Linked DNA regions of Sus scrofa: region 1 is linked to region 2. Evidence: chromatin contacts called from public HiChIP or PLAC-seq data. All regions are on one chromosome and are shown on one strand. The core of a region is the stretch at or near the end of the contact, and the rest is flanking DNA. Distances in the headings are between cores, read along the strand shown.

Region 1 (4,072 bases), core at 314-2,813, 1.1 Mb after region 2:
CTGAGGATACATCTGTTAGGACTAAGTGCAAGAGTGATGCGCTTAGCCCAGTGCCCAGGGCTGGGCAAGTGCTCAGAACAGCAGGCCTGGCTGCTGTCCTGTTCTCGGTCTAACGCATGCCCGTCTCTTCTAAGAGCTGTAAAAGCCTGCAGTTCTGAAGAAATTAAGGTCATGTATTAGATTTTCAGCATCTTTAATCAATTTGTGTTGTCCACACTCAGCTGGGATATGTTTTATCATATGCACTGTACATTGACTTGCTGAGCTGCTCACTAAGCTACTCGGTATTTAGTATTTCCAGCTAAATCCATCTGACTGTTTAAGGGGACTCTCTTGTCACTTGAGAAGTTGTTTGTGCTGTTCCCAGAGACTATAAAATGCGCTTGTAGGATTTTCAAGACATTCCTTCCCTGGCTGGAGGGTGGGTGGAGGTGTGTGTGATACAGTAGCAGATCCACAGAATTTATTTGAAGAAGCTGGAAAACAAATCCTATTACAGTGCAACTGTTTCTGTGTTGAGTTCTCCTATACTTAGATTTTTATTCTGCAGATTACCAAATCTTCTACAACATGTGGAGCTGCTCGTGTGTGTGTCTGTGGAATGTTTTCCGTGTTAACTCTCACGCTCACTTGGAAGGTGTCTCTCTCTGCCCCAGTTTATTGTGAGTAGTTAGAGATTCTTTGTTCAGATCCAAAGATGGACCAGGAGTCTTGAGGTTGACCTTAGAGACTTCATCTTCTCGAGTGTAGGGCTTTAAGAAACCCCAGGCTGCAAAAACACTTTATTCCTTCGCTTTTCAGAGTTGATGCTTGTCCCCTTCTGTGCTCTTTGTCTTGTTTTTTGAGGGTGAGAAAGTGTGAGATTCCTCAGCCCACTGCCCACTCTCCCCGGTGGCCTGTCAGCCCAGGCAGGCTCCTGGCCCTGAATGCAGATGCCCCGGAGCCGGTCAATGAGGGATGGGCTGGGAGGGGCTTAGTCACCCACCAGGCTATCAGTCTTGCCCTTTCCTCCGCTCCTCTGGGGGCCAGCTGGGCCGAGAAACCATTTTTCAGTGACAGAAGCCATTCATCCTGACTGATGGTCTTTCTGATGCCCTAACCTTTATAGCCTCATAAAGGTCATGTGCTCCTTTCAGACTTCGCTGTCAGCAATTGCTGGAAAAACATGTTTGTTTAACCAGCAGGTCTACACAGCTCTGCACATTGTTGCTCGTGATATATTCACATTTTTAGGTCTTGAAACCCTGGTAACCAGGTTTTGGTTGAAAAAAATATTCTGTGACTTACAGGTTCGAGTTCTCACCGAGAAAAGAAAATTGAGTTTGCTTTAAAAATCCTCCTCAACAGATTCCTTTCCTGTCAGACACGTGGAGGTGCTGGAGGCGTTCACGCATTCCCTGTAAACCAGTAGAACTTGCTTGTGACGCTGACTCGGCTGCTGGGAGGCCACGTGGGTGTCGGCTCTGGCTCCCAGCCCTAGAGATGGCAGTGGGGCCTGTGCTGACCCACACGTCCTCCTCCCTGTCACTCGATCTCCCCGGGACCGGGACCGCTGCAGCGGAGTCAGTGGCGCTGTTTTCGCCCAGGGCAAACCAGGTTACAGCGCTCACACAGGCTGCACTACGATCCTTTTGAGCCGTTGGCACAGGTTGGCAGACACATTCCATTGTTTTTAGACAATAGTGACTCAAAGTTGAACCGGCTCCAGGGAGCAAGTGCGGCTTTTGTACAGTAACAAGGGTTTAATGCCAGCCAATTGATGGAGTCTGTCTTCCCCGAGCCGGGACGCCTTGTAATGACATGAAGCTTACATTTAAATATCTGGCTCCAGATCAGAAACGTGGCGTGCCTCTCTCTGCCTTTCCGTGACACAATCTTCTCTGTTTGCAGCAATTCTTTTTTTCGTCTCTTCGATGTGTTTGGGGGGTGGGTCAGGGAGCAGGTCTTATTTCAGGTAATGGAGGGGGGAGTCCAGTCTCGGCCTTTCTGTTCTTCGCCCCTGGTGTGTGGCGTGGCTGCTCGCAGACCTGCGGCCCAGCTGTCTGTCATGGCTCTTGTCCAGATTTCTCTTTCAAGGAGGTGAAAGTTAGATGCTGGGCCATGTCGGGATATCATAGACCTTTTGTCAGAGGCCAAGCAAGGAGTCCTCTGCTTTACTGAATAAAAAAAAAATCAGGATTACGTCCTGGGGTTCAGATGAGGTGCCTTTATTAGCGCAAATAATTAGCAAGGTTTGGGGCGCCTGGAAATGGTGGGAGCCTGGGGACGGGCAGAGGTGGGCGTGCTGGCCCTCTGGGCTCTGTTTGAAGGAGCCTTATTTAACAAAGATGAACTTTCTGGTCATTGTACAGCTCCTTTCTCTGAAGAACAGAAAGCATTTGATTTTGGATACTTCAGCGATTCCTGGAGGGCAGATAGGGGAGGCAGCTGGTTTGTAGGTGTGGGGGAATTGAGGCACAGATGTGTTTGTGGCTCTAGGAGCTGAAAATCACAACCAGCCTGTCCCCATCTTGCCAGGAGCTCGAGTGTGGTAAAGGCCTTCTGATCGGTGTTCTGTTGACTGCCTTTGGGGACTCCTGAGGAATCTCCTCGGGTCCAGAGACCTCTGTGGACGGCACTCAGAGGGGGCGGCACTCAGAGGTAGAGATGGAGTGGTCTCCGCCTTGGAAAGGGATGCTTTCCGCCGGGGAGGTGGTCGCGGTGGCTGGAGGAGATGTTTCTAGGGTGGCCTCTCTTGCCCTTTCTCTTTCATCCGTTATTGAGAGCAAACCTACCTCTGCGGGCTTGAAGTAACCCTAAATCAGAACCCCGGCCTTCGGACGTAAAGATGGTGCTTGCTGTGGTGTGAAAACCCTTGTCTCCGGGCCATTGAACTTTCCGAGTGTGTGTATACAAATCGATACATTTGTCTGCGTTCATTAGCGCCGAGCTGCTGGCGTCTGAGCACAATACCCTTTCCTGATATGGTTCCCGTGATAAATGCTTTTTTCCTCTCCTCAAAGAAACGAGTCCAATTACTTCTTTTAATTGGAGACAGCGTGTGGGGGACCTCTGCACATCGAACTTTCTGTCTCTCATGTTCACAGGGGTTAGGCTTGTCCTCGGAGAGTGAATATTTTTTCCTTCTCTCTTCTTCTGGAGAATCTTACAAATTAAGACAAAAGATAATTACTTGGAGGAGCAAAACTGGCAGGTTCCCACGACACTTAAAATTAATGAGCTGTTGAGGACAAAATATACCTCACTTTGGGCATCCCTCGCCCAGCCCCCCTCCCCCGTTTGGCAGCGCCCGAGCTGACTTTTTGGCCTTGTTTGCCGTTTGGGTGGCGTGGCTGCTGTGCAGTAGCCAAGATGGTTACAGAAAGTAGATGTCTTTGAAAACTCTCCCTTTGTGTGCAAATCAGAGTTCATTTTATTCAGTTCTTTCGGTTCCATATTTTTGAAAACCTCCCCCTTTCCCCATTATCCGGTCAAAAGTCTTTAGTACACCCCGCGCAGGTTCACAGAGCGCTGGTGGGTTTCTTAGGTTAAGGGAGCGGCCTCCCTCTTTGCTCTCCTGGCTGTGGTCAGGCCCTCCCCGCCCCCCGTTTTCCTGGTGCTCCTAAAAGGCTTTCGAACGACCAGAGTTGTTGCTGTTTCCGGTGCAGATGATTCCTGGGAAGGATCGGTCGTGTCATAACCGAGTGGCACCCCCACCCCCGCCCCCCCCCAGCCGAGAGGTGCTCCCGGCTATAACGACAGTCGGGAAAAGTCTTTCCGTGTGAAGAGGCTGTCACAGTCAAGGTGGCAGATAGAGCTTTTCCAGAATTGTAATTTTTGCCTGAAATTGTGAGTTCTGTCATTGGCAGCAAAAACTATTAGTAACTTTTTCCTTGACAGGCTCACTTTATTGGTTTTTGAGACAACAGCTGACACATAACTCCATTGCTTGTCCCTTCAAATAAAAATAACATTCCATGAAAAAAGCAGCTAGCATACAACTTAATCTCACAAGTGCTTTTCACTAGAAATAGTCGCCACACTTTGGTGTCCAGGAGAAGCACTTTATAGTGTGTCTTCTCTAGGGTTAGAT
Region 2 (4,130 bases), core at 575-3,074:
CAGGTTGAAATGCCAGACTTGTCACTTACGCACTCTGTGACCTTGGACATGTTTCTAAACCTCTCGGAGCCCGGTTTCCTTATCTGAAAAATGGAGAAAATAATAATACATACATCACAGGGTTGTTATGAGGACTCTGATAAAGAAGGCAAAGTGCTTGCCTCGGGACATAGTAACGGCTGTTACAGATGAGCTTAGTGAGGTAGCATATGACCCAGTGCAACCTCCCTCATCCTCCAGAGAAACAAACGGAGGCTCAGAGATAGGAGGTTATGTTCTGATTGCCACACAGCGATAGTGAGAGCTAAGACGAGCTCTTTGGCCTTGTGAAACTCAGTTCAGTGCTTTCCTGCGTTGTACTTTGAGTCATATTTGTAATATCCCTTCTGAATGGTGAAAAAAATCAAGTGAAAAACATGTATTTTTTTGAAATATTTCTGGCAGAATCTTGTTTTATTCATTGCTAATTACACTGTGGTTGGACTTTTTTTTGGTGGGGGGGCAGTCTTCTTTGGGCTGCACCCACAGCATATGGAAGTTTCCAGGCTAGGGGTTGAATCAGATCTGTAGCCACTGGCCTAGGCCACAACCACAGCAACACCAGATCCGAGCCGAATCTGTTGCCTACACTGCAACCCACAGCAAATGCTGGATCCTTAAACCACTGAGTGAGGCCAGGGATCAAACCCACGTCCTCATGGATACTAGTCAGGTTTATACCACTGAGCCACAATGGAAACTCCAAGACATGTATTTTTTGAAATATTTCTGGCAGAATCTTGTTTTATTCATTGCTTCCAACTGTGGATGGTCTGCTTTCTGGCACCAGGTGACATGAAAGTCTGTGCTTTGTATAAATAATTGTTGAGTAGCTGGAGGAGGCTAGAGTTGAATGGTTGGAGAAAAGGTAACATAAAATGTAACGCATTTTTGTTTCCTCCAGAAGAGATAGTTAAGGATAGCAAGTCTCCAAGGTTGATGTTTTCATTTTGTTTTACCTTAAATGTTTCGGGAACAACAAGGAGGTTTTTTGTTTGTTTTAATAAAGCCATTGTAGTAAAAGTCAAATGGTACCAATTTGTGTGGACTGTGAGATTAACCTAAAGGAGCTGCCTGCAGACAGGACTTTGGGAGTAGAGGTCACAGAGAAGGCAGATCATATGCATCAGTTAGGTACCATATTGTTTACTGCTTGGAACAAAATCCCCTCGGCTCCCACGCTTAAGCACAGCTTCCGAGCAATTACTCAGGTCCAAAGTTTACTTCCGATTCCAGCCTTTACAGACCAGTGCTGAGCCCATCAAGTTTTATGGCAGTCAATGCATCTCCCTTCCAGAAGCAACTGGTCACAGCCATTTCCAACACAAAGCTGCTTGGTCCATGCTGTCTTCTTTTTATAGTCTGTTTCCAGACTCAGTGACCCATAAAGTTAACTTATAGCCAAGTCACAGCCATGACCAGAGCTGTTGTTTTTGTGTCCATCCCTCAAGTTCCCTGGCTTCCCGGGCAAGGCCTGTTGCCTTTTCCCAGGACATTGCTTAGAGGCAATGCATCATTCTGTTTGTCTCTTGTGGGGTCATTCCTTTTGGTCCAATCCCTGGTCCTGGGTCTTGAATCCAGACTGTTTGCTTGAAACATTCCCAAACCCTGGGATTTTCTGGTTTGCCCCCAAGAATGCCCATACTGAAGTTCTGTGCCTAGCAGGACCCTTATTAATGGAGATATGGCTCCCACTTGGTAAGTTGAGGTCAGGGCATACTGTGAGCTCCAACCACCTGTGCAAACACAGCAGTGATTCAGTGGGTATTTCTAGCTAGATGTCCTGATGGTGTCAGTTACGACCTAATTTGTCTTCTCCCCCACCCCCCCCTTCCTCTCCAAATAGGGTGAGTATATATAACAAAGAGAATGTGATAGAGTGACTTGGCCTTTAGAAAGGTGGAATTTGAAAGTTACTTAATTTAGAGAAACTCATTAGGGCATGGAGTCCAGAAATGGGCATGTGTTATTTTAGGATTACTGAGTCACCCAACCTCTTCATTTTATTGATTTGGATGGATTAGTAAGTTTCCTTGCCTTGATCAAGTTTGGGGAGCTAGTTAAAGGCAAGGCCTGGGTTGGAACACTTATCTTCTTACTCTCAATCTGGTATTTTTCTCCTTACAGAATGTTGTCTTCCATCAGAATCTAGTTTTGTTCTGTGACAGAAAGATTAACTTCACAAAGAAGGAGAGAGGACTGAAACATATCTTGGTTTTAGTAGGACTGGTGCCTGTCTCCCACAACCTATTAATTAATGATGGAAGAAAACAGGGGTTAAATCTTATCATAGACACCCCAAATTAGAATATCTTGATTTATAGAGTTTTAGGACTAGGAGGTACTATAAACCATTGAATACAGCAGGTTTCACACTGTGCTCAGTGGAACCCTGGGATCCTGCACAAGTGCCGCAAAGGCCTTGTAAGGATGAGGGAAGGAGAGTGTGCAGGACTCTGAGCCTTCTCTCCTGGGGCCACTAGAGCAAGCCTGTCTTCACTGTTGGGGTTTTAGGTTAGATTTTATCTTTTTTTTTTTTTTTTTTTTTTTTTTTGCTTTTTAGGACCACATCTATGGCATATGGAAGTTCCCAGGCTAGGGGTGGAATTGGAGCTTTAGCTGCCAGCCTATACCACAGCCACAGCAACGCCAGATCTGAGCCATGTCTTCGACCTACTACACCACAGCTCATAGCAATGCCAGATCCTTAACCCACTGAGCCAGGCCAGGCATTAGACTCTCATCCTCGTGGATACTATTTGGGTTTGTTACTGTTGAGCCACAATAGGAACTGCAGGTTAGATTTTATCTTAAAATGGAAGTCCACTTCTAAAGAAAGAATGCAAACCTTAAATCTAGTTCAAACCTCTCAATTTACAGATGAGAAAACCAAAGCCTCCAGTCTTGACTCTGGGGAGTTGCAGGGCAAGAATCATCCTATTTTAGGGATAAGGGATTCAAAGCTTAAGAGATTTATAGAAAGATACAGGAGTTCCCGTCGTGGCGCAGTGGTTAACAAATCCAACTAGGAACCATGAGGTTGAGGGTTTGGTCCCTGCCCTTGCTCAGTGGGTTAAGGATCCGGCGTTGCCGTGAGCTGTGGTGTAGGTTGCAGACGCGGCTCGGATCCCGCGTTGCTGTGGCTCTGGCGTAGGCCGGTGGCTACAGCTCCGATTGGACCCCTAGCCTGGGAACCTCCATATGCCGCGGGAGCGGCCCAAGAAATAGCTAAAAAAAGACAAAAAAAAAAAAAAAAAAAGAAAGATACAGACTTCATCAAGTGGCAGAGCCAGGGCTGAAACCAGGTATATGGTTCTTTATTTCTGGCCTGTGATTCTTCCTATCATGTCACATTATTTAATAATATGAAACATGTGGGTGACCTTACTGCTCCATGATCAAGTAAGTCCCTTCCCCAAAGAATGCAGGACTGAAAGGGAGGGGTTTGAGGGAGCAAAATAAGAGAGAGCAACAATAAGCTAGTGTGGGGTAGGGACTTACTACTGGACCCGAGAAACAGGTGCACCTACCCATTCTTGCTTCCGTTCCTCAAGAGTCTGTCTCACTGTGCAAGTTCCTTGCTGTAGCCCCAGTGCCTACACAAAGGCCTGGCACAGAGTCAGAGCTCACTAAATAGTTGTTGAATCCTCTTGACATCTTCCAAACCCTCTCCTGGTCAAATACTGTATCAAATTTGCATAATCATGACCATCAAGTACAGTCCATTTATCTCCACACATGGTAAGTGCATAAGGCCTATTCATTGAGTGAATCAGTGAACTCACCTGGCAGTGTTGGAGTAAAAGAAGAAAATGACTCAGAGTGGTCATCTTCTCAGAGCCACCTGGCAAATCCCCACGGTGCCTGGACACCAGGCAAGGTTCCCAGTGGCAGCTGGCACCCCTGATCTCTGTTCCTGACAGAGGGAAGTGCACATCCTTCCCATAAGCTGCTGGGCAGATGTTCAACTGCCCTCTGGCATAGCCTGACCCTGAAAGAGCTTAAATAGAAGCAAATAAAACCTGGGATCAGAAAGTTCTTATTATATCTTACTCAAAGTGGTTATTAAAAGGGTACCCTGCCACAGCTTT

The links. HiChIP or PLAC-seq counts read pairs in DNA pulled down with a chosen protein or histone mark.
Region 1: an H3K27ac HiChIP or PLAC-seq map of skeletal muscle shows a contact between it and region 2, with 9 times the contacts expected there. The contact joins two enhancer-like sites. A contact is called at or near these places in 3 of 47 Hi-C or Micro-C datasets (alveolar macrophages and embryonic fibroblasts) and 1 of 2 datasets of contacts at active chromatin or transcription factors (skeletal muscle).

Annotation. Positions count from the first base shown.
Region 1 is chr7:11,565,363-11,569,434 of Sscrofa11.1, forward strand. The region is part of intron 6 of JARID2 (protein Jumonji); the gene reads left to right. Among named protein-coding and RNA genes, the nearest start is that of DTNBP1, 150 kb to the right of the region's middle. Within about 2 kb of position 1,564, at least 19 of the 83 cell types and tissues checked have an H3K27ac peak or open chromatin away from gene starts, as enhancers often do. A contact at or near this core is called in skeletal muscle, where this site is marked.
Region 2 is chr7:10,447,742-10,451,871 of Sscrofa11.1, forward strand. The region is part of intron 1 of LOC106507125 (a long non-coding RNA gene); the gene reads left to right. Among named protein-coding and RNA genes, the nearest start is that of CD83, 100 kb to the left of the region's middle. Within about 2 kb of position 1,825, at least 2 of the 83 cell types and tissues checked have an H3K27ac peak or open chromatin away from gene starts, as enhancers often do. A contact at or near this core is called in skeletal muscle, where this site is marked.